Linked DNA regions of Gossypium hirsutum: region 2 is linked to region 1. Evidence: chromatin contacts called from public Hi-C data. All regions are on one chromosome and are shown on one strand. The core of a region is the stretch at or near the end of the contact, and the rest is flanking DNA. Distances in the headings are between cores, read along the strand shown.

The links. Hi-C and Micro-C count contacts between places; a contact is called where the count stands out from the background.
Region 2: a Hi-C map of leaf shows a contact between it and region 1, with 2.2 times the contacts expected there. The contact joins the promoter of LOC107934060 here to the promoter of LOC107934057 in region 1. A contact is called at or near these places in 3 of 34 Hi-C or Micro-C datasets (all in leaf).

What each region holds. Positions count from the first base shown.
Region 1 is chrA08:114,590,426-114,596,201 of Gossypium_hirsutum_v2.1, forward strand. LOC107934057 (2-oxoglutarate-Fe(II) type oxidoreductase hxnY) reads left to right here and starts at 4,014. Exons shown (of 11, transcript XM_016866403.2): 1 at 4,014-4,281; 2 at 4,469-4,661; 3 at 4,912-4,977; 4 at 5,083-5,134; 5 at 5,357-5,484; 6 at 5,633-5,733. The coding sequence starts at 4,204. It also overlaps the pseudogene LOC107934066.
Region 2 is chrA08:114,755,786-114,760,774 of Gossypium_hirsutum_v2.1, forward strand. LOC107934060 (transcription factor WER) reads left to right here and starts at 3,178. Exons shown (of 2, transcript XM_016866407.2): 1 at 3,178-3,464; 2 at 3,543-4,063. The coding sequence starts at 3,233. The coding sequence ends at 4,003. It overlaps LOC107934080 (probable glycosyltransferase At5g03795), which reads right to left. Exons shown (of 5, transcript XM_041074847.1): 5 at 4,204-4,989. The coding sequence ends at 4,590.

The DNA of each region.
Region 1 (5,776 bases), core at 2,764-5,263:
TTAAGTTGCATGTTCAATGACTATATCAACGAGTTTGATTTGAGATGCTAATACGTTTTTTCAAGATTCTCCAATACACCCATTTCAGTAGCGTTAAATTTCTTTCCAAATTCCTTCTGGTTTTCTGTAAAGATTTGAGGTCAGATTGATCACTTTCGATTGCTTGAACAACAGGTGACTCTAAAGAAACTTTCTATGTTGGTCCACTAGCTGATGGCCTCAATCAATGGTCTTTAGAAGGTATGTATGGTTATCTTATTATACAAAACATCTTGTAGTAGTTTCTTCATATAAGAAGTTTAATTGAGTTATACTCAAGATGTCGTTTTGTCTTGGAAATTGCAGAAGATCTACCGTCTTGGAGAAGCACAATGGAGACTTATCATCAAAAAGTGCTGTGAGTCCCTGCTATTAATTCACATATTGGTATTTATGGTTTCTGCAAAGAGTTTCTATTATAAATTTATAGATATACTCAACCTTTTTATATATTCCTTTGTCATCCCAGTTCATAACTTACTTTTAAGTTCTGAATTCAACTCTATCTTGCTTGGAAAACTATACAATGAGATTCAGCTACCTGTGAAAGGTTTAAGTGGTGCTACATTTGCTTCCTCAGGTCTGCTGGGACTAAATTACTCTCCTTAATTGCCCTGTCCCTTAAATTAGATGAAAATTTCTTTGGGAAAGTGGGTGCCCTTAATGAACCATTAGGATTTATTCGTTATTACATTATCCAGGCTCAGGTATGGTAACACTACTTGGCTTCTTTATATTTGTTGAAGTCTTTGATTGATGTGAAGTTTTTATGGAGCACTTGTATCTAAAGCTTTCCATTGGAGTGAAAAAATATTTAGATAGAAAAGATGATGTGCCACTTAATGCTGATGTTAGGGGACTTGGACTCTTCAAGTGAAGAAATATATGGTGCTTCTGCTCATTCAGATTATGGAATGATCACTCTTCTGATGACGGATGGTGTTCCGGGGCTTCAGGTATGTTCCTTGTTAAAAACATGCAAACCTTAAATTTTTTATTTCGACCCAACATCTGTTTCACCTTTCTGAAAGCAGATTTGCAGGGAGAAATCCAAACAACCTCAGGTTTGGGAGGATGTGCCAAGCATAAGTGGGTGAGTATTAGTGATGGCAGATTGTACATATCATCATTGAAACAAAAGTACTGAACATTGGATGTGAACCTGTAGGGCATTCGTTGTTAACATTGGGGACATGATGGAGAGGTGGACCAATTGTTTGTTCAGGTTGTTTGTTATCGCAAAGCTTTCAATGCTTTTCTTGGAGCGCTTGTAAAACAATAACGTCAGCTTCTTTGTATCTCTAATTCTGTGTCATGCATTTGCAGGTCAACACTGCATAGAGTGCTGCCACCTAGACAAGAACGTTACTCCGTAATGATTCACCCTTTTGCTGTTTATGCATAACAGTTCCATTTTTTTGGAAAGTTCAATTATGTTAGGAAATAGGAGCAGTTTGTTGAATGTCCTTTCCACTTCGAAATCTTCATGTCAAATGATATTATCTGTTCATAAACTGATTATTTGATGAGGGTGCAAAAGATTGAAATTTATTCACTAGTCATTGCACATTGTTTATTCTATACCTCTTCAACTGAAGAGGGGGGACTCTCTATTCTATAATTGTTTTGCAAACATTTCAGGTGGCATTCTTCATGGATCCTGGTAAAGACTGTATCGTGGAATGTTTGGAAAGCTGTTGCAGTGAGGCTTGCCCGCCAAGGTATTGATTCAACTGGTGATTTCTATTTTTATGATTCAATTAAAGTTAAAACAACCTATCAAATAGAACATCGATTCAACTGGTGTTTTGTTAACTACAACAGAAAGAAGAGTAAGACCTACCTTCTCTTGCTCTTTTATATTTCCTGCTATATTGCACAGACTCTGGTATGTTTTGATTTTTTCTATGTTCTTTTTCCCACAACCGGAAGGTCCTTGAATGGTTATATCCCCATAACAATGTCCAAATATGAATCCTTAAAGAAAAATATTAAATCAGAGCAACATGAATTGGGTATATGTTTATGATCAGTGACAGAGTTGATACGTTTTGATGGTTACATGCAGATTCCCACCCATAAAAGCATCGGACTACCTGGAAGAGCGCTTTAGACTTACATATGTCAAGTAGTTGAAGTTATGCATCATTCCAAGCTCACTTGTGCTGAAGGAATTGCAAACATTGTTGATTTGGCTTGTTATATATTTTTATCTATATATATTGGTACCAAGTTCATTGCAATTTGGTTTGAGTTGCGTATTGAATATGTGTAAAAGGAGATTTGATTCTAAGAATCTTGGTGGTGTTGAGGATAAAATGGCAGAAGTTGAAGAAGATTGTTATGGACAAATCCCATTTGCTGTTCACCATGTGAAAACGAGGAATGGAATTATATTTATAAAATGAAAAGTCATCCATTTTAGTCACTGATAAGTAGAAGGTGTTCATATTGCAACTTTGTATGCATGAAATTATTGCTATCAACAATTTTTTGGCAACTGCTAAACCAAATTCATTTCTTTTGAGCAAAAACAAGGGTGCTTTTATTATTTGAAAATTATGGATTTAATCTTAATAATTTTATGGAAATTTTTCTCCAGTGGAATCAAATCTTTAAAAAAATAAAATAAAATAAAAACTCCCCCATTTATTCTAAAATCTAGTTGTGTCAGCTAATTAAGTTTATATGGTAGGTAAGAAAAATCAAGGTGTCTCAATCTAGTTCAGTTGATTGTAAGAAAAGTATAAAGGAGGTGTGGCAAACAATAAAATTTTCAAAACTACAATTAATTAGGACCAAAAAAAGGAATTAAATTCCTTCATTTTTCGTGGTTAACAGATGATAAAGGATGGCGGCCGTTGATATGGGTTGCCGTGCATGATGGCCCCTTTGTTTCAACGATGTGATTAGATTTGTACACGTGCCTTCTCTTTGAGCCAGACAGACAAAGACATTGGACAACGTTTTGTGTTTACATTTCTTTTAGGCCAGGCTAGGTGTCCTTTATGATCCTGTAACAATCTCTAAAAATATTAGAGAGTTAGAATACTATTTTAGAAGTAAAAAATTAAAATTTAAAGGGACGAAAGTGATAAGATTAAAGATACAAGGTAAGTAGTTTAAGAATTTTACTTGATTTTATTTTATTTTCGGTACAGAGTATGTTAAATAGTTGGATTAAATATGTTTGTGTAAATATTATGCATGAAATCAAATTAGTATATTAAAGTAATAGAAATAATGATCAAATTGTAAAGTAAACAAAATAAGTTATGTGAAGTGGAATACTAATGAGATTACAAACGATGCATGTTGAAATAATGATTAGATTAAAAGTGATGGTGTTGATTACGGGTGAAGTCAGAGAATTTTTTTAGTCGGGACTAAAATTAAATTTTAACTTTTAACAATTTATATATTTATTATTTTTTAAAGGATTAAATTAAATTTTTATACTTTTTAAAGGGGTAGAGTATAATTTTACTTTTACTAATTTAAATTTTCTAAAGGACTTTAATGAATAATTTTTTATTTTTGGGGTGAGGCCCTGCAAATTTTGGGGTGGGAACAAATAGAAGTAGATTTATTCGAGTTGTCCAATTTTACGATTTATTTTTAAAAAGTGTATAAAAAGTACATTAAAATTTTAGTGAACCATTAGTGAGTGATTATAATTTGAATCGATAAGAGAAGAAAAAAAAAAGAAAAGAATGGGAGCTTGAAGAACTAGATTAGCTTAACTAATCAAATTTGGAGTCATTTAAAGTATTAATTCATAAAAAAAGTCTGACTTGCTGATTCACTGAATTTATTAATTTACTGTTAAATTGATTCAACTAGTAATTCGACTGATTTTTTTATTTTTAATATTTTTTAAATTTTTATAATTTTTATAATTTTTTAATAATTTATTTAATTAAATCCGAAATAAATAGATTAAAAATTCATAATGTAATCAGATTGATTACGTATCAAAATCTAAAAACTATGAATGCGATATTAATGTTTTGACATAATACATATAAAAAAAATTGTCATTTTTCAATTGATTTAACAGTTATATTTAAAAAATAAAAAAATAAGAATAAAAATGGACCAAATTGGGGTACAGGATTGAATTTCAAAGCGAAGTGAACAGCAGAAACCACGAAACAAAGAAAAATGTCTAACGCCCTTCAACTTCCGATCATTGACTTGGCATCACCAGATCGCTTCTCCACCGCCAACTCTATCCGTAAGGTTCGTCTTTTTATTTCTTCTTTACCCTTTTACTTTGCCAATATTCAATCTTTAGGCAGTTTCAGTTCGGGTCTATTGATTGTAATATAAAGACACTGGTTTTAGAACCAAAGCAATCTCTTTTCCATGCAATTTGTAACTCTTTCCAAAAGAAAAAAAAGTTTTTAAACTTATGGGTTTTTAGCAGGCATGCATTGACCACGGTTTCTTTTACCTCGTGAATCATGGGGTCGATGAAGAATTGGTTAAGAAAGTTTTTGAGCAGAGTAGCAACTTCTTTTCATTCCCAATTGAAGAGAAGATGAAGTTAGCTATCAAGAATCACAGAGGTTATACAGCACTTTATGCTGAAAAACTTGATACTACTTTAACTACCAAAGGTATTTCTATCTATTTTAATTATTTAAACTTCCCTTTTCCTTTTCCTTTTTTTAATGTTTAACATTCTTCCTAAGTTGCATGTTCAATGACTATTTATCAACGACTTTGATTTGAGATGCTAGAGGGTTTATTCAAGATTTTCCAATACACCCATTTCAGTAGCGAAATTTTTCTTTCCTAATTCCTTTCTGGTTTACTGTAAAGATCATTTGAGGTCAGATTGATCACTTTCGATTGCTTGAACAACAGGTGACTCTAAAGAAACTTTCTATCTTGGTCCACTAGCTGATGGCCTCAATCAATGGCCTTTAGAAGGTATGTATGATTATCTTATTATACAAAACATCTTGTAGTAGTTTCTTCATATAAGAAGTTTAATTGAGTTATACTCAAGATGTTGTTTTGTCTTGGAAATTGCAGAAGATCTACCATCTTGGAGAAGCGCAATGGAGACTTATCATCAAAAAGTGCTGTGAGTCCCTGCTATTAGTTCACATATTGGTATTTATGGTTTCTGCAAAGAGTTTCTATTATAAATTTATAGATATACTCAACCTTTTTCTAGATTCCTTTGTCATCCCAGTTCATAACTTACTTTGAAGTTCTGAATTCAACTCTATCTTGCTTGGAAAACTATACAATGACAGTCAGCCACCTGTGAAAGGTTTAAGTGGTGCTACATTTGCTTCCTTAGGTCTGCTGGGACTAAATTACTCTCCTTAATTGCCCTGTCCCTTAAATTAGATGAAGACTTCTTCTGGAAAGTGGGTGCCCTTAATGAACAAGTAGGAGTTATTCGTTTATTACATTATCCAGGCTCAGGTATGGTAACACTACTTGGCTTCTTTATATTTGTTGAAATCTTTGATTGATATGAAGTTTTTATGGAGCACTTGTATCTAAAGCTTTCCATTGGAGTGAAGAAATATATAGATAGAAAAGATGATGTGCCTCTTAATTTTGATGTTAGGGGACTCGGACTCTTCAAGTGAAGAAATATATGGTGCTTCTGCTCATTCAGATTATGGAATGATCACTCTTCTGATGACGGATGGTGTTCCGGGGCTTCAGGTATGTTCCTTGTTAAAAACATGCGAACCTCAAATTTTTTATC
Region 2 (4,989 bases), core at 1,928-4,427, 160 kb after region 1:
TGCACACAACTTTTTATATTGCTCTCAGTAATCGTAAAGCGGTTCAATCTCATTCTGACAGACTCCTACGATGTCCTTCCTTAGTTCTGCTGCTTAAGCTGTAGGGAAGAACCTGTCAAGAAACAAAAAAGACATGTCAAACCATGTGTTGACAGATCTCGGAGGTAAATAAAATAGCCACTCTTTAGCAGAGTTAGCTAGTGAGAAAGGAAAAGCATGAAGTTTGATTTGGTTTTCAGTTACACCCTGAGGCTTCATGCTTGTGCACACCGTATGGAACTCTTTAAGGTGGGTGTGTGGATTTTCGTTCTGTAATCTATTGAAAGTGGGTAGTAAATAGATCAAACCCGACTTTAACTCGAACGGCGTTCCTCCTGCCGGATAGGTTATACATAAGGGTTGATGTTCATCCGGTGCCGCCGCAAGTTGGCATATCATCTGTTCAGCCATCTTGTTTGGTTCTTCGAACGAGAAAATTTCCTCAATGTATGATATGGTTTCGAATCTGGGATGTAGCCGTTTACCACGTAGTATAGCTTCTCTTCGCAATTGTCGGGCCAATTTTTCAATTTTTGGTTCAAACTGTAGAGTTCCCGGTTCTAATCTGGTCATAAGGTAAACAAACAAAAATTAGAATAATATCTCCAACCCCCGATAACAGCGCCAAAATTTTATGGGTGTCAAAACCACCAAAAATAATTCCTACTAAAATAACTCTAAAAAGTAGTAAATAGTGGTAGTAGGGTCGAGTCCACAAGGATTGGATGTCATAATCAACTTATGTGTTCACTTATGAACAAAATATTCGTCGTTTCAAGGGTAGTGCCAAGAGTCGTGCCCACGACTCCAAACGTACCTACAAAAATAAACAAGTAAATCGGGGAGGTTTGAGAATGTTTAAGAAAGTAAATAATCTAATCAGCTTAAATAAACAATTGATTAATATTGAAAATAAATGTAAATTGGAAATAAATTCAGAATTTTGCAAACAAAAATAATAAACCTTAGCCTTAGACTTGGTAAAGTTCGTGTTAAGAATCGATCCTCGAAAAATTAATCTTCTCCTCCAAACGATAAGCTGGTTATAGCAGTTAAGAACGTCCTAACCATCAATTCTTCCTCTTGTAGCTGGTCCCGGTATGACCTGCAAACCAACCATTACCAATTATCTAACCGAGATATACGTGTTTCTCGATTCAAGATTCCGGCAGCCTTGCGCTCTGAAGAACCCAACTTGAATTAACGGCCTTAACTGCATGGGTCGTTTAAACCTGATCACTTCTTCCTTGATTTGTACTTGGAGATCCGAATACAGCACGGCCGACTCGTTTCTCCAACTGTCAGCAAACACGACTTCAACCCAACATGCATTTTTTAACTTGAAATCGAGTTAACCTTAAGGGATGAGTTGTCAATCCCGATAATTAGGAAAAATATGAATACCGATTGGAATGATTTTTAGTACGAATACTTATCTCATGATTCCTGACCGGAAAGAACACCGGCCTAAAACTAAGATGGAATTTAGTAAAGCATGAAAGTGTACTTGGAGAGTAATCGAACCAAATTTGGAAAGGCAAGAAAAAATCAAAGGAAAGTAGCAAAATCTCACGCCAATTTGAAAAATAAAATATATAGTTCTATTCCAAATTGAAGTAGGAGTACAGAATTAATTGATTGTTTTCCAAAGAACACTAAGGCCCTATTTATATACATAGAATTTACTAGTTTTGGCTTTAACTAATTTAATATAAAATCAAAATAAAATAAAAAATAAAATAGAAATTTCTATTTTGGCTTTTTACAAAGTCAAAAATTCTAATGAGTCATTGGCTTTTTTCATATTTTTGATTCGGCATCATTTTGTTGATTTTGTTTTAATTTGGTCCTCTTCTGCTCATGCTCATTTCTATTTTTGGCTTTTTACAAAGTCAAAAATTCTAATGAGTCCTTGGCTTTCTCCATATTTTTTATTCGGCATCATTTTGTTGATTTTGTTTTAATTTGGTCCTTTTCTGCTCATTTTTATCTCTTAGCGTCCCAATTGCATTCCTGACAGGATTAAAACATAAAAAGTACTAATTAGTAGGGATCAAGTCAAAAATATACCGAATTAAACACAAAATAACATGCAAATTAATATGTTATCAGACCATTTCGTTGAAGAAATGTTCTCTTTTAAATACAAGTTTTGAAAAGTTAGGGCACTATGTTCGTGAAAATCAAACTCGAGTTAGTTTTGATTTGGCAGTGCACAAGTCGACTTGTTAATTCCCTGCACAGATTCGACTTGGTTAATTTCCTGCATAGTTCAAGATAGGCCTGTGGTGGACTTTAACAAAGATGGCATTGTAGAAATATGAGTCAATGTGGATATTTGTTAAGTATGTCTCATATTTCAATTAAATTTGAGAGATATTCTCCTAGTTAAACTCTGTTTATTTATTTCAATCGAACTCTAATTAATTTAGATTATTTTATTATTTAACCTATGAATTTAGCCTATAAATAGGCTCCTTTACAACCTTAGAAAAACCCATTAAAATATTAGAACTCATAACACATTTGGAGAATTTTGTATTTACGTTTTGAGGGTTCTTTATTTTCGAGTTTCGTGATTTAGTTTTTATCTCCATCTTTTGTACTCTTTGTTCGTTTGTCATTATAGTAAAATTATCTTTGCCAGTGGTTTTTTATCCTCTTTAGAGGGTTTTTTCACGTTAAATTTGTATATTTAATTTCTTAATTTCTTCCGTTATTTTTTTTTACTTGCTCGTTACTTAATCAAGTCAATCCCCAACAAATATTTTATTTATTTTTTAATAATAAAACAGCTTTTGAGCCGGCTGGGTCTAAAACGGGCCTGAACTTTAAAAAAATTGAAACTAAGCTTTAGCCCGGCCCAACCTATTAATTTTAACCAAAATTGTATTTGCATGTAGTTGTTGAGAATTGGGTTTTGGTCCGGCCTGTCCAAAACTGAAACATCGGTCAGCTTTACCAAGTGAATCCAACTTATTTTACCATAACTCTTTTTGTTTTCTTTTTCAGAATGAATCAGAGAATAAAACAAACTAAAAATTCCACAAGGGTTGGTACTGCCACGTTGACAAAGTCCAAACAGAACTGGTAGTTGAGAGCGTATATGTTAGGCTTGCCAAGAAGGGTAGATATCTAGGACTCACTCACTGACCATTCAATTCTCTGCTTCATTAACCGCCAAACTCTCTCCATGTTTTTATACTCATTCACTTCCCTTCCCTTGTTTCTCACTAATCATCTCTGTCTTCCCTTCTCACTCTTTGCCTCTTCTCACTGTTGGCTAATAATGGCTCCAAAGAAGGATGGAGTGAGCAAAAGGGTTTTTAACAAAGGTTCTTGGACAGCTGAGGAAGATAGAAGATTGGCTAAATATATTGAGATTCATGGCGCAAAGAGATGGAAAACAATCGCCATTAAATCAGGTAATTTACTTTCTGTTGAAGAGAAACTCCATTTTTTGGAGCATTGGAATTAACGGGTTATTTTGTTTTGATGTATAGGTTTGAATCGATGCGGCAAGAGTTGCAGGTTGAGATGGTTGAACTACTTGAGACCTAACATTAAGAGAGGCAACATATCAGATGAAGAAGAGGACTTAATTATTAGGCTTCATAAACTGCTGGGGAACAGGTGGTCTTTGATTGCTGGGAGACTTCCAGGGCGAACAGACAATGAAATTAAGAACTACTGGAATTCCCATTTGAGCAAGAAAATAATAAACCATGATGTCAGAACAGAACAAACTTCCTCCTCGGAACAAATTGTGCCTCACAAAGCATGGGAAACTGTCCAGATGGAAGAAGAAGAGGTAGTAAAAGGAAGTGATGAAATTGAAAACTCTGAATTCAGCATTGATGTGGACGAATTCTTTGACTTCACAACGGAAGGTTGCTTTAGTTTGGATTGGGTGAATAAGTTCCTTGAACTTGATGATCAACAGGATCCATTAGCAATGGTATAATAAGTTTGTAATTAACATGTTTCCTTGGATAAATAAATAAAGAGATGTTCTGAGTCTAAATTTCTAGGCTATAACCAAATGTTTCTTGGCCTAACTTTTGAAGCGAAGAAAAAAACAACAATTATTGGTGAGTAGATTTCTTGAATCAATTTTCAGTTGATTTGCTCCAAGAATTTTGAGACCAAAAGGGTTTTAAAAGGTCAACGTCAAATATAATTGGTCGAGGTACTTAGCTACTGAAATTCACATATTTATGTGGTGTTTGAACTTTATTTATGTCATGATTGAGTCGAAGATATTTCTATTTATACAGTTATTGATAATTTGTGTTTTACAAATTTTAACATGTTGGTATATTCATATCATGTCATATACACTCTGTATCAACAATACACATTCTGGCATAGCATCTGCCTTACTGTATCCAGCTCCAAACACTGATATCTGAACATGGGTGATGGGACCAGCTCCTTAGGCAATAAAAGCCTTCAAATAGTGTCAGCTGATGCCTTCTGCTTAGTCACTAGTTTTGGCCCTTTGGAGCTATCCATCTTTGTTGCAAAATGTTCCAATTTATCAAAGCTAGCTAGGACTGAGGAATTTGGATTTGGTTCAGCCTGTTATACCATATAGAATGGAGTATCATGTGGAACAGATCATATCTCATTGGATTTGGATTCCATAGAAAATGCTTCTGCACCATCTTCACATTCATTAACATTTGCAGGTACCTTTTCAATGGAATAGCCAAGAGAATTTCCTTTAGTTTCGGAATATCGATTTCAGCCACAGTCACAGAAAATGCATTCCACTCTAGGACTTCACTTAAAGGTAGGACAAAGTTGTCTGCAATAATCACTGGCACGCACTCGTAATATATAGCCTCCACAATCCGAGGGCTGTTCACTTCATATCCCATAGGGCATATACAATATTTACTCGATTTCATATGCCGAACATAACTCATGCTTTTAGAAACTCGACGC